Linked DNA regions of Oryctolagus cuniculus: region 1 is linked to region 2. The links are chromatin contacts, called in public Micro-C maps. All regions are on one chromosome and are shown on one strand. The core of a region is the stretch at or near the end of the contact, and the rest is flanking DNA. Distances in the headings are between cores, read along the strand shown.

Region 1 (6,500 bases), core at 2,476-4,975, 81 kb after region 2:
ACCCTGACGCAGGATGTGGGTGTCCCACAGAGTGTGTTAGCTCTGTGTGGCACACGCACCCCCGTGGCCTCTGGTTTCGTCTTGCCTCCTTCTGGGGGAGCTCTTGGGCTCATTTCATGAGAGCCTGAATCGGATGTGGCACAGATGAACTGTTCAGGGGCTTGACGAGTGCGAGGCCTGTGTCCGTGGTCCCGGCAGCGAGCTGGGCTCGCGCAGAGCGTGAAAGAACGAGAGGATGACTTGTAACGCAGCAGGCCACGCGCGGAGGGAGTTTCGTCTTCATCCTGAGGACGGTGGGGGCCTCTGGCAGGGTTCGAGCCGAGGAATGACTGAGCCAGCTCCTCGCTGCCCCGAGAACGCATCGCAGCGGGGCGCAGGGGGGTGGCCGCACCCACTCCTCGTGGTGGCCTGGACTGGCAGATGGTAGTGGAGGAGATGAGAAGCGGGGGGGGGGGGGACATATTTGAGTTGTGATGACTCAAATATGGCAGATGGTGGGGGCGTGGAGGACAGCTCCCCAGCTTCCCAGGGACTGGCTGGGAGGGGGGTGCCCGATGCCTGCGTCACACACAGGACCAGCTTCTGGGGGTGCTGGTGGTTGGTTTCTGGCGGGAAGCAGAGCCCACAGCCCTACTGCTGGATTTGACCTTGCCAGCCCTGTGCCACTGCCGGGGAGCCAATGCCAAGTGTGGGGTCCGGCCTGGGGGGTGCCTCTGTGTTTCATCTGTTTTACCCCAGACCTAGACCGCAAAGGTCTGCTTTGCAGCTGGAGGTCCCACGGAGAAATCGCCACCTCCTCCACGTGGAACCCCCTAAGTTTAGAAACAAAACACAAACCGGAACACCAGCTATGGGTATGGCACAGCGGCTAAAGCGCTCAGGCCCAGCTCCTGTTGCCTTAGCCTCCCAGCCTGCAAGTGCTCCTCCGCGAAACGGGGGCTGCTCATCGTACTCACTGCAGAACTGGTGCAGCCTCCACGTAAGCCGGTAGAAGGGAACGCTCAGCACGTCGCCGGCCCGTGACGCGCCCTGAAAGAATCCTGACACCGCCAGGTTTCGCAGGGGTGTGTGCGCCCCATGCTTGTTCCCTCTGCTCACTCTGCCCCTCGCTCTCCGCCCAGGTTCTCTTTCCGGTCCGGGAAGCAGATCTAAGTCGAAGGCCATGACCCAGGCCACAGCTGCCCGCCTGGAGAAGACGGCCAGCAGGATGCCTTGTGGACCCAGCTCTGGGTGCCGTCAGCACACACTGTGCCCGCCCCCTTGCTTCCTCTCGGGCGGTCTGCGGCGGAAGATGAGGTTCTCCCAGCCCGCCTGCTCCCCGGCTGCACAACTGAATGCCCTGCAAGCTGTAGCTGGCGCAGGAGGTCGGGGGAGAGCGCCGGGGCTACCTCCTGCCCTGTGAGTTCCGCAGAGAACGCTGGTGGTGACCGTGCCGCAGACGGGAGTGGGGAGCGCTGTGGACATTCCAGGGGTGACGTCACTGACGCTCCGCGAATATTTGACTCAGCCCACGTGACCCTCTTTGTGTGATTTTATATTAAAGCAAAATGACTTTTAGACTTTCTGAGGCTATTTGGAATGGTGTCCTAGAGTTCAGGTAGTGGCTGGGTCCGTGTGTGTGCATGTGTGTGCGTGGCACTTGCCCCTGTTTCCTGGGCTCATTTGTGATGCCACGCTGCAAAGTCTAACTGTGGCGCTACTGATCTGAAGGCTCGTCCTGGGGTCGGAGTTGGTGAGATGAGAAGGTGGGTGTGTGGGAGTGAAGGAAATGCGGTCGGGAGAGAGCGGGGCTGCTGAGCCTGCGCCCTGGACTCCCTCCACTGTTCCTGGCAAGGACGCAGGGGGCTGGGGCTGAGCCTGGCCCCCTGTTTGTGGATCTGCAGACTGAAGCAGCTCGCACAGCAGAGGCAGGCTTGACCCAAGGCCTGGGTTCTCAGCTGCGAAGCTCTCTGCAGAGTTTCCAACATTGCAGGGAACTGCAGAAAGTGGAAGTAAAACTATGAGTTTATTTTGAGGCAGAAAATTCCTTTGTAGTTGATGAAAATGCATATTATGAGAAAACTAAATGGATTCCAAAGTTTTTTTTTTGTTTCGTTTTGTTTTTTGTTTTTGTTTTTTTTTTGTTTGTTTGTTTGTTTTTTTGTTTTTTTGTTTTTTTTTTTTTTTTTTGACAGGCAGAGTGGATAGAGAGAGAGACAGAGAGAAAGGTCTTCCTTTTGCCGTTGGTTCACCCTCCAATGGCCGCCGCGGCAGGCGCGCTGCGGCCGGCGCACCGTGCTGATCCAATGGCAGGAGCCAGGTGCTTCTCCTGGTCTCCCATGGGGTGCAGGGCCCAAGCACTTGGGCCATCCACCACTGCACTCCCGGGCCACAGCAGAGAGCTGGCCTGGAAGGGGGGCGACCAGGACAGAATCCGGTGCCCCAACCAGGACTAGAACCAAGGGTGTCGGCGCCGCAAGGCGGAGGATTAGCCTATTGAGCCGCTGCGCTGGCCTAAATTCATACTTTTAACTGCATTTTTCTGTGAATGGTTTGAAGTACTTTATGTTAATGAGCACAAGTCCCTACATCCTGCTGCCTGTGAGGTGGGTGTTGTTCTCTGTGTACGCTCAAGGTGGTACATGCAGAGGGAAGTGAAGGAACTTGGCCAGTGTCCCAAGCTAGGGAATGCTAGGAGCAGGACACGGAGCGAATGCAAATGCCACGACCCAGTCTTAAGCACCCTGTCTCCAACAAAAGGGCCCTGGCCTTAAAGCCCTAATCCAGAGGTGGCGTTGTGGCCCAGCGTGTTAAACTACCACTGTGATGCCGGCGTCCCGTACCCAAGAGCAGGTTCGAGTGGTGCCCCACGTCTGACCCAGCTCCCTGCCAGTGTGCCTCAGGGGCAGAAGAAGATGGCCCACGTACTTGGATTCCAGCTAGTGGAATTCTAGGCTTCTGGCTTCAGCTTGGTTTAGCCCAGGACATGGCAGCCACTGGAACCACCAGATGGAGGCGCTCCCTCTGGCCCTCTTTCAAGTAAACAGATACATGTTTTGTTTTCAAAAACGCCTAGTCCAGGTCACCCTCCCGAGTCACCCCTGAAGCTCTCAGGATTGCTGTCTCCCTGGCTGGCTGCTCCCCTCTCGTGCTCCCTGGCGGGCGAGTGTGAGCACGGGAACCGGAACCACAGGCGGACATGAGTGAGGGCAGCAAGCCACGCAGAACGTGCGTGGCTTGGGCGGGGCCATATGCGTGGCAGAGGCCGTTCCTGGGACTGAAGTTTGGTTGCTTGGTGGTTTTCTAAAGATTTTATCCATCCATCCATCCATCCATCCATCCATTCATTCATTTATTTGAAAGGCAGAGTGACAGGGAGGTCTGCCATCAGCTGGTTCATTCTCCACACAGCCCAGGGAAGAGCAGGCCAAAGCCGGGAACCAGGACTCCAGCGGGACCTCCCACATGGGTGGCCCCGAGCACGCCAGCCATCTGCTGCTTCCTCAGGCCGTTACTAGAGCGCTGGGACTCAAACTGTCACTCTGCGGGATGCTGGCATCGCACGCAGTGTGTTAACTCCTGTACCACAGCACCGGTTCCTGGGGACTGAAGTTGGAAGTCCAGCCCTGGGGGCAATCCTACTACACCTGAGCCATCCTTGCCTCAGTTTCCCCATCTGCAGGGCACGGGGCAGCCGCGAAGCACACGTAAGATCATCGTGCACTGCCATCAGGGAGCCCTTGGTGTGTGCGGCTCGTGTTTCCAGACCTGGGGTCACCCTGTGTAAACACAGCCCTGCCCCCTTCTCCTGGGGGACAGACCTGAGAGCCCCCAGCCCCGGTGGCGCCAGTACTCAGGCTGGGCATTTCGTGCAGTGGTTAGGGCACAGCTTGGTTCCTACTTCCTGCTAATGGGAGGCAGCAGGGGCCCAGCACCCTCATGGGAGGCCTGCAGAGGGGTTCTTGGCTCCCAGCTTTGGCCTGGTCCAGCCTGGGCTGCAGCAAGCATTTGGGGGAGAAGCAGGGCACGGGAGATTCCCTCCCTCCCTCCCTCTCTCCCTCCCTCCCTCTCTCCCTCCCTCTGCCTTTCAAGTAAATGTTTCACGAAGTCTCCAGCAAGAAACGCTTGGGGAGTGACTCAGGACAACCTGACGCTGGGGCGTGGGAACATTTCTCCCCCTGGCCGCAGCACAGATCACGCCCCTGGCGCCCCCTGCTTCCTGCCTCTCCCCCACTGCAGGCTCAGCACACACCCAGCGAGGGTGCGGGGCACAGGCCGAGGAGCGGGCTCCAACCAGGCCTCATTCAAGAGGCACAGGAAGTGGGTGCTGCGCCATCATCGTCTCACACAAATGAGCAAATCAACGCCTCCATTAAAGGAGGACTCGGGAGGACCAGGCTGAGCATTTGCAAACAGCCAGCGGCAGGAATCTATCTGTGCCAGACACTCGGCGAAGGGCCTTTTGTGCAGTAAGTCACCCAGTCCTCGCGATCACACACAGCGTCCCAGCTGTTACCGTCAGCCTGCCACAGGTGGGAACCCACACCCGTGTCGGCGGCCTACATGCCTACATGGGCAGGAACTGGAGCTGCCGCTCCCAGGCCTGTGTGGCCAGCAGACCACGTGGACGCCCCTCCCCCCAACACACACAAGGAGACTGTAAGAACACCCGAGGACCAGCTCCCCAAGATGCCCCCCAAGGCGCACAGGCAGACGCCTGCACAGCGTCAGGTTTCAGGGGCCACTGATTTTGTGTGAGAGCGCACAGCTGACCAACACGTGAAGCCAACGCTCGTTCCTACACCAGGGTCCGTACTTGTCTCGAGTGCCCAAGGAGTGGGGCTGAGGGAGCCACCAGCCCATTTAAGATGGGGACAAGGGCCTGGCGGGCGGAGGGACATCTGCCTAAGAACGCAGCTGCAGCTGGCAGTGCCCCCAGGGGCCGGCCTGTCCATGCTCACCTCTCACCTTCACGAGCACCTATGCCTCCATCACATTTCCAGGCCCCCTAAGTGGACAATCATGTGCACTGATACCCCGCCCCCACCCGCCGTGTGGCCCTCACAAATAAACCCCAGACCCAGTCCGGGCTCTTCATAAGAACAGACACACAGGCAGGTGATCTCGCCTGGCAATAAATACTTTAATTTCTCATTTCATTTTTATGATGACAAATAAGATTCAAGTTTATTTCCTTTTTGTTTGCTTACATACAAAGCTAAACCACGACAGGTACAGCCCGCATTTCCACGCTGCCATCGGATCCTCCTCCGACTTGCTGCCCACCCACCAGGCCGGCGGGGGCGGGGAAGACTTTCTTAGGTAGCACCGTCATGAGCCTGGGGTGGGGGGAGGCGCCTGGAGCAGAGGGCAGGCTCTTGACCTGGCCCCACTGGCCTGGGGGCGGACAGTGAGAACCAGCCCCCTCGGGAGGGAGAGGGAGCCACTTCTCCTCCCACCACCGGTCCAGGGGAAAACACTTGAGCTTTGTCCTCGAGCCCTGCCTGCTGTCCCGTGTACCTGGCGCCTTTCCCTGAGGCTGGCGGCAGGGGTCCTGGGGCACCAAGGCCTCGACAGCAGGTCATGGGGGGTGGGGTGGGGGTGGGGCGGCCGGGTAAGTCATTTCTGGTCCCACTACAAAAACTTTATTTTTGATTAGAATAGAGTACCATCTCAAATCTCGCCTACAGAAACAAAGCAAAGAAACCCAGAACAAAAAAATGCAGCCACTTCACTCACTTCAAGACCTATATACATGTAAGTTGTTTGCTGTGGGTTTTTTTTTTTTGCCTTTTTTCTTTTTTAATTTTTTTTTGCTGTTTTTTTTTAAACGTTTTAAATTTTTTTTTTAAAATAAACTCAGTGTTCACATTTCTATAAAGAATTAATAACCCAGTTTCGGGAACCCTGCCCCGGCAGCACAGGGAGGCGGCACCTCCCCCGCCTGCCTCCAGCCTGCTCGGCCGCCTGGGGAGGGGCAGCCTGTGGAAGAGCAGTTGACACCAGGCCTGTGCTCGCGGCCCCGGGGGCCAGGAAGCTTTCGAGAAAGCAGAGGGGAAGACTAGCTTACTGTTAAACCCTTTAAAAAATATTCATACACTTCAGCGTGCGCCTGTCGAGACGCGGGGAGAACAAGAGCTTGGAACGCCCGGGGCAGGCCGGGCAGGCGGGCAGGGCCTGGCTCTGCACCTGCAGGCGGGAGGCCCGCCCGGCGCCCTGCTTCTCTTTCCTCTCTAAAACCTGTGCCGAGTCTTTGACCGCATGCACGGGAAGCACGGACGTTCGACTTGTATGCAAAAAAGGTACAAAACAACTAGAATATAAAAGTTTTGGTAATGTAAGGCCATCTGTTCAAGTCCACCTTGGAAACCTGGAACAGACATTTAAATACTACAGTGAAAAGGCATCTTAATATACTTTTTAAAAACATCTGAAGTAATCTGCTAAGACTAAGTGTAAAAAAACAAAACAAAAACCCATTCCCTTTGAGGGCACTTTGTCCTTTGGAGAGGCCGGCGGCG
Region 2 (6,245 bases), core at 1,060-3,559:
TGCTCCGGAACAGGGAGCAGGAGCTGCGGCTTGGACCGGAAGCCGACTGCTCAGGTGTGAGCCTGGGTTTCCCTGCTGGCTGCCCGGGCAGATTCAACCTCTCGGCCTCGCTTGCCTCGTCTGCGCCGTAGGGACAATAATACTTCCCTCCCAGGTGTCAGAAGGCAGCAGTGCTTAACCCTGTTAGTCTCAGGACCCCTTCACCTTTTATTTTTTCCATCTTCTTGAAAGGGGCAGTGACCCCGAGAGGTCCTTCATCCACTGGTTCACTCCCCGGATGCCCACCACGGCCAGGGCTGCGCCAGGCTGAAACCAGGAACTCCTCGGGGTCTCCCATGTGGGTGGCAGAGACCCACGCACTTGGGCCATCGTCTGCTGCCTCCCAGGATGCATTAGGAGGAAGCTGGGCAGGAAGCAGAGCCGCCCAGACTCCACTAGGCACCTGGATGTGGGAGGTGGGCACCCCAAGCAGCGGCTTAGCCGGCTGTGCCACAGTGCCTGGCCCCTCTACAGGCTTCAGTGACTGAAGCCAGCACACAGCCTCTGCTGGGTATGCTCTGTCTAGGGATGTCAACCGTAATTCAAAATGCAAACATGTTTTTGAGACTTATGATTTAAAAAGGGTAGAAATATTACATGTTAAATATTTTTTAAAGATTAATTTGTTGGGGCAGGCGCTGTGGCGCAGTAGGTTAATCTGCCTGTGGCGCTGACATACCATATGGGCGCCAGATCGAGTCCTGGCTGCTCGTCCTCCAGTCCAGCTCTCTGCTGTGGCCTGGGAAAGCAGTAGAAGATGGCCCAAGTGCTGGGGCCCCTGCACCCACGTGGGAGACCTGGAAGAAGCTCCTGGTTCGGATCGGCCCAGCTCTAGCCATTGTGGCCAATTGGGGAGTGAACCATCGGAAGGAAGACCTTTCTCTTTGTCTGTAACTCTACCTCTCAAACAAATAAATAAAAATTTTAAAAAAGATTTATTTATTTATTTGAAAGGCAGAGTTACAGAGGCAGAGAGAGACAGAGAGGCCATAGCAGAGGGCTGGATCAGAAGTGGGGCAGCCGGGATTCAAACTGGCGTCCATATGGGATGCCAGCACTGCAGGTGGGGGCTTTACCCATTACTCCACAGCGCCAACCCCGCATGTTAAATATTTTTTAAATAAAAATTAACTATGCTTGGGGCTGGCATCTATGAAGACAGCGAAAAGGGGGCAACCTCTCAGAGGCCCCCCTGGGCACGGCGACCCTTTTCACAGAGCCCAGGGAGTCAGATTAGGAAGCAGTATCTGTAAAGATCTTGGAATGGGACTCGCACTATGTATTTTGTAGCTAAATGTGAAGCAAATACTCCGTGCATCCTAAACTTTTTTTTTTTTTAATATATTAATCAGTGGGTACCAGGTCGGGGTGAGACTTCTGCCTTGGGGAGCTCACAGTCAGACCGGGGAGGCCTCTTGTGTAACCAGAGCTGCCCAGTGGCGGCCAGGGGTGGGTGGTGGGCGGCTGCAGACTGCGGGAATGCAGGGGAGAGGGTCCCGGGCCCGTGGCCTGGGTTGTGGTTCAAAACAGGTTCTCCTGGGGGTGGCAGGGGGGTCTCAGGGACGTGCGGATTGAGCCAGGTCCAAAGGACAGGGGGCTGAGACACGAAGACTCGCGGGGCCGAGGTCCCGGGCCGGCCTCGCCCTGGCTGTGAAGTGGCGTTCACGGCACCGGGAGCCGCGCTCGGACGCCGGACCCCTCCCCGCGCCTGCCCCTCTCCCAGCGCGGGAGCCGGAGCGCAGGGCCTGGCGCCGCCCTGTTCGCCCGGTGCCCGAGCCGCAGCGGAGGGGCTGGGGCCGGGGTCCCTGCCTTCACGCCAGAAGCCCCACCCTGTTCTTGAGGTGGGGGCCGCCCCCTCCTCTGCCCGGCCTCGACCCTCCCCGGCAGCGGGTGGCGGAGGAGGAGCCGGGAGCGGGAGGCGGGCGGGGAGCGGTGCCCCGAGGCGGCAGCCGAGCAGGCGGTGGGTGCGCGCGGCCGCGGGGACCCCAGGGCGCCACCGGGCGGCGGAAAGCGGGCGCGCCCCTCGCCAGCCCGGGATCGGGGCGGGGCGCGCGGCATCCCCGCGGGGGGAGCCGGTCCGCCGGCCTCGTCGCCGCCGCCAAAGTTTCCCGGAGGAGCCAGGGGCCGCCCTTCCTCCCGGGCCTGGCCGCGCGGACGCCCCCCGGGCGCGAGCCGTTTCCGTGGGCAGCGGGGCCCCTCGCCGGCGCGCCCGGCGCCTCCATTGCGCCCAACTCGGATTCCCAACTTGGGAGGCGCCGCGGGCCTGCGCACGCGCGCGCCTTCCTCACCTCCCCTCCTCCTCCTCCTCTTCCCCCGCCCCCACCGGGGAGCAGGCTCGGGGCCGAGCCGGGCGCCCTGAGCCGCCGCCCGCCCGGCGCGCCCTCGCCCGCGGGCCCCCTGAGCACGGGGCGGCGGCGCCGGGGCGGCCGGGCCGGCTGCCCGCGACGCCAAGTTTGGGAGTTGCACTAGTTGGCGGGGCGGCCATGGAGCTGGAGCGGGGGTCGGAGCCGGCGGCCGAGTCGGCGCTGGAGAAGAACGTGGCCGAGCTGACCGTCATGGATGTGTACGACATCGCGTCGCTCGTGGGCCACGAGTTCGAGCGGGTCGTCGACCAGCACGGCTGCGAGGCCATCGCGCGCCTCATGCCCAAGGTCGTGCGCGTCCTGGAGATCCTGGAGGTGCTGGTCAGCCGCCACCACGTCGCGCCCGAGCTGGACGAACTGCGCCTGGAGCTGGACCGGCTGCGCGTGGAGCGCATGGACCGCATCGAGAAGGAACGCAAGCATCAGAAGGTGGGCGGCGGCTCGCTCCGGCCCCTCGGGGCGGCGGGGCCGCGGGGCTCTGCGAGTCTGAGCGGACGGGAGGAGAGCGCCCGAGCAGGGAGGGAGGCCCCGGCCCGGTTCTGCCTGGCAGGTGCCATCAGACACCTTTGCCGTTTCATAGCTGGGTGACCTTGGGTAAGTTACCTGACCTCTCTGGGGTTTGCGGCCTCACCTGGCAGCGGTGGGCACCTTTCGAGAACGGTGGGGTGAGGCCGGTAAAGTGCCCAGGTGCTGTTTTCCTGGAAGGAAGGGAGCCCCGGCTCTTCAGTGTCCCCCGTGGCACCAGGCTCCTTTCTGGTCCCCAGGGAAGGGGCTGGGACCTGCGGCCAGTCTCCAGGTCCCTGCTGCAGCCGTTCCGGGGCTTCCTTCATTTGCCCGCCTGTGCCCTGGGGGGCTGGCCGGCCTGGATTCCTTTCTTTGCCCCTCAGGACCCTGTGAGGGAGGAGTTACCTTCATCTCACAGAGGGTGGGAGTGGAGTCGGTGGAGATGGCTCCCCGCCTGCTTGAACCCCAGCGAGAGGGGCTTGGAGGCGGCTGCCCGTGCCACCACAGAGGGAGTTTGTCTGAATCACGGCTTCCCACTGGGCCGCGCGTCCAGACGGGGAGTCTGGGGAAAAGGAAGTGGGAGATATGTGGTTTCCGGCCCCGACCTCAGCCCGGGAAGTCCTGGCAGGCCCTGCAGGCTGAGACTGGGAGGAAACAGCTTTCCTGGGGGGCTCAGGGTGCCTGGCCCGCTCTGGCTTGCCCTGCGGCCTCAGGAAACACAGCTGGCCTCCCCGAGCCTCCCTGGCTGGCCACCACCTGTTGTGTGTTTCGGGGAGAGCTGGCAGAGCTGGGGCTGCAGCCTGCGCCCGAGGGCAGGTCCTGGGTGGCCGAGAGCGCGGTTGCCAGGTTGGACTGCCTGTCCTCACAGGTCCCTGGCCCTGAGGTTCCATGTCCAAGGTCACACTCGGAGCCTGAGCCTGCCTCGCTCCTCTGCTCAAGTTTCGGGATTGCAAGGAGCCACGCAGGCTTTGGTTTCGAGACCCCGCCCCCCCCCCCAGGTCTGCCTCAGTTTCCTCGGCTGTGAAGTGGGAGAACAGTCGTTACCTGCTAGGGACAGTCGTTACCTGCTAGGGTGTGTGAGGATCCATGGAGGTGGGAGAAGCCCAGTGCCCAGGGCGGAGCCTGCCGGGCGCGAGGCTTCGCAAGTGGTCCCCCTATTTTTAGGCCTGGGCGGACTTGCCGCTGGACACTGGGGCTGACAGTGGGGCTCCTCCCCGGAGGCCCCCATCCCTTCCAGAGGGCCAGAGTGGGAAGGGGCCTTTGGAAACCTGTGTGTGCGGCTGCCTGTCACTGACCGGGACTTCAGGGCTCAGCCCCTGTCACACGGAGGCCCTGGCCCCCGTGTCCCCAGCCCTGGTCCTTTGGTGCTGCCGCGGCTGGCAGACACCCTCGGGAGCTGCTGGCGGTCGCCAGGCCTGAACAACTGCACTTGTTGCTTCTGGAGCACGCTCAGCCAGGACGGAACCAGCAGCCCGTCCAGAGCCTGGCTGGCTGTGAGCAGGGAGGACCAGCTCATGAATCAGAGGACAAAATCCTTTTCGCAGGCCCCTTCCTTCCGTCCTGGGGACCTGCAGAAACTCCCGAGGTCCTTTTCTGTAGCCTTGAGTGCTGTTTCCATGAAAAGTTTTCCAGGTCTGCCTGGCCGCCCGAGTGTGGCTCCAGCGAGACGCGCCCGCCTCCCCCGCACACGCCGGCGCTTGGTCAGTGCTGCGCATCCGTCGGTCTCAGACGCTCAGTCTGCAACCTCACCCACAGGCCTGGCCTGCAGGGCACCCTCCTCGGTGCCATGGGCAAGCAGAGAAAAGCCAAGCGGTGGGGGCAGGGGCCCCCATGCAGGGCAGCAGTGGGGTCAGAAGGAGGCGTGGAAGCGCACAGTCTTTGCAGACCAGTGGCTGTGCACGGGCGTGTTTAGTGAGCTCCGTGGGCACTGGAGTGGTCTTGACCCTCGTGGGCAAGGCCTTTTTGGGCAGGGTCATCAGACAGAAGTGTGATGTGGCTCCCCGGTCAGTGGGACAGGCGAGGGGAATTTTCACACATCCTACCCGAGGTATTTTCTGGGTGTCAGCCCTGTAAGTAATTATGAATGAGGTCTTCTGCATTCACTTTTTTCTACTCCATCTCTGAACCTGGTGTGTATTTAACCCTTGTTGCACGGGTCATTTCCGCCAGACGTGGTCCAGGCGCTTAACGCCATGGGTGTCATTAGAGCGTGAGGAGAGAGATTTAAAACCAACATCAGCTCATGGGAAATGGCATGAGAAAAATACGACAGTGCCTCAGAAAATCTGAGAATGGAATTGACAGATAAACTTACTTTGGTGCGTAAATATTTTGAGAGGCCGGCGCTGTGGTGCAGCGGGTTAAACCACCTCCTGCAGTTCCGGCTTCCCACATGGGCACCAGTTCAGTCCCGGCTGCTCCAGCTCCCATCCAGCTCCCTGCTTCTGGCCTGGGAAAGCAGCGGAAGATGGCTGGAGTGCTGGGGCCCCAGCCGCCCACGTGGGAGACCCGGGCGAAGCTCCCAGCTCCTGGCTTCCGTCTGGCCCTGCCCTGGCCATGTGGTCAATTGGAGAGTGAACCAGCAGAGGGAAGATCTCTCTGTCTCTCTGTGTCTAACTCTGCCTTTCAAATGAATAAGTAAATGCATCTTTTTAAAAATGTTTGAAATCCAGGGTGGGCATTTGGCTTAACATCCATGCCACCCTGTGGCATCCCATATTGGAGTGCCTGGGCCCCTGCCCCTCTCTGCTCCTGGGCCCCTGCCCCACCTCTACGCCTCGGTCCCTGTCCCTCTCTGCTCCTGGGCCCCTGCCCCACCTCCGCGCCTGGGTCCCTGCCCCACCTCCGCGCCTGGGTCTCTGCCCCACCTCCGCGCCTGGGTCCCTGCCCCACCTCCGCGCCTGGGTCCCTGCCCCACCTCCGCGCCTGAGCCCCTGCCCCAGCTCTACGCCTGGGTCTCTGCCCCACTCTGCGCCTGGGTCCCTGCCCCACCTCCACGCCTGGGTCCCTGCCCCACCTCTACGCCTGGGTCCATGCCCCACTCTGCGCCTGGGTCTCTGCCCCACTCCACTCCCAGTCCCAGCTTCCTGCTGCTGCACAGCCTGGGAGACAGCAGTGATGGCTGAGGAGCTGAGCTCCTTCCACCCACCCACACCGGGAGACCCAGATTGGGTTCCTGGCTCCCGGCTTCAGCCTGGCCCAACCCTGGCTGTTGCAGGCGTTTGGAGAGTGAAACAGTGGGTGGGAGGTAGCTGATGTGTGTCTCTCTCTACCTTTCAAATAAATAATTAAACTTTTTTATCTATGCAGCTTCTATGACATGCATTTCCATGAACTTTT

Evidence for each region. Hi-C and Micro-C count contacts between places; a contact is called where the count stands out from the background.
Region 1: a Micro-C map of ear pinna shows a contact between it and region 2, with 2.9 times the contacts expected there. The contact joins the enhancer-like site here to the promoter of RILPL1 in region 2. A contact is called at or near these places in 2 of 6 Hi-C or Micro-C datasets (ear pinna and an unstated tissue).

What each region holds. Positions count from the first base shown.
Region 1 is chr21:5,938,851-5,945,350 of mOryCun1.1, forward strand. It overlaps RILPL2 (Rab interacting lysosomal protein like 2), which reads left to right. Exons shown (of 4, transcript XM_051828885.2): 4 at 1,122-1,557. The coding sequence ends at 1,152. It overlaps KMT5A (lysine methyltransferase 5A), which reads right to left. Exons shown (of 8, transcript XM_070066111.1): 8 at 5,104-6,500. Among named protein-coding and RNA genes, the nearest start is that of KMT5A, 20 kb to the right of the region's middle. Within about 2 kb of position 3,726, at least 2 of the 8 cell types and tissues checked have an H3K27ac peak or open chromatin away from gene starts, as enhancers often do. A contact at or near this core is called in ear pinna, where this site is marked.
Region 2 is chr21:5,859,286-5,865,530 of mOryCun1.1, forward strand. It overlaps RILPL1 (Rab interacting lysosomal protein like 1), which reads left to right and starts at 2,310. Exons shown (of 8, transcript XR_011385252.1): 1 at 2,310-2,831.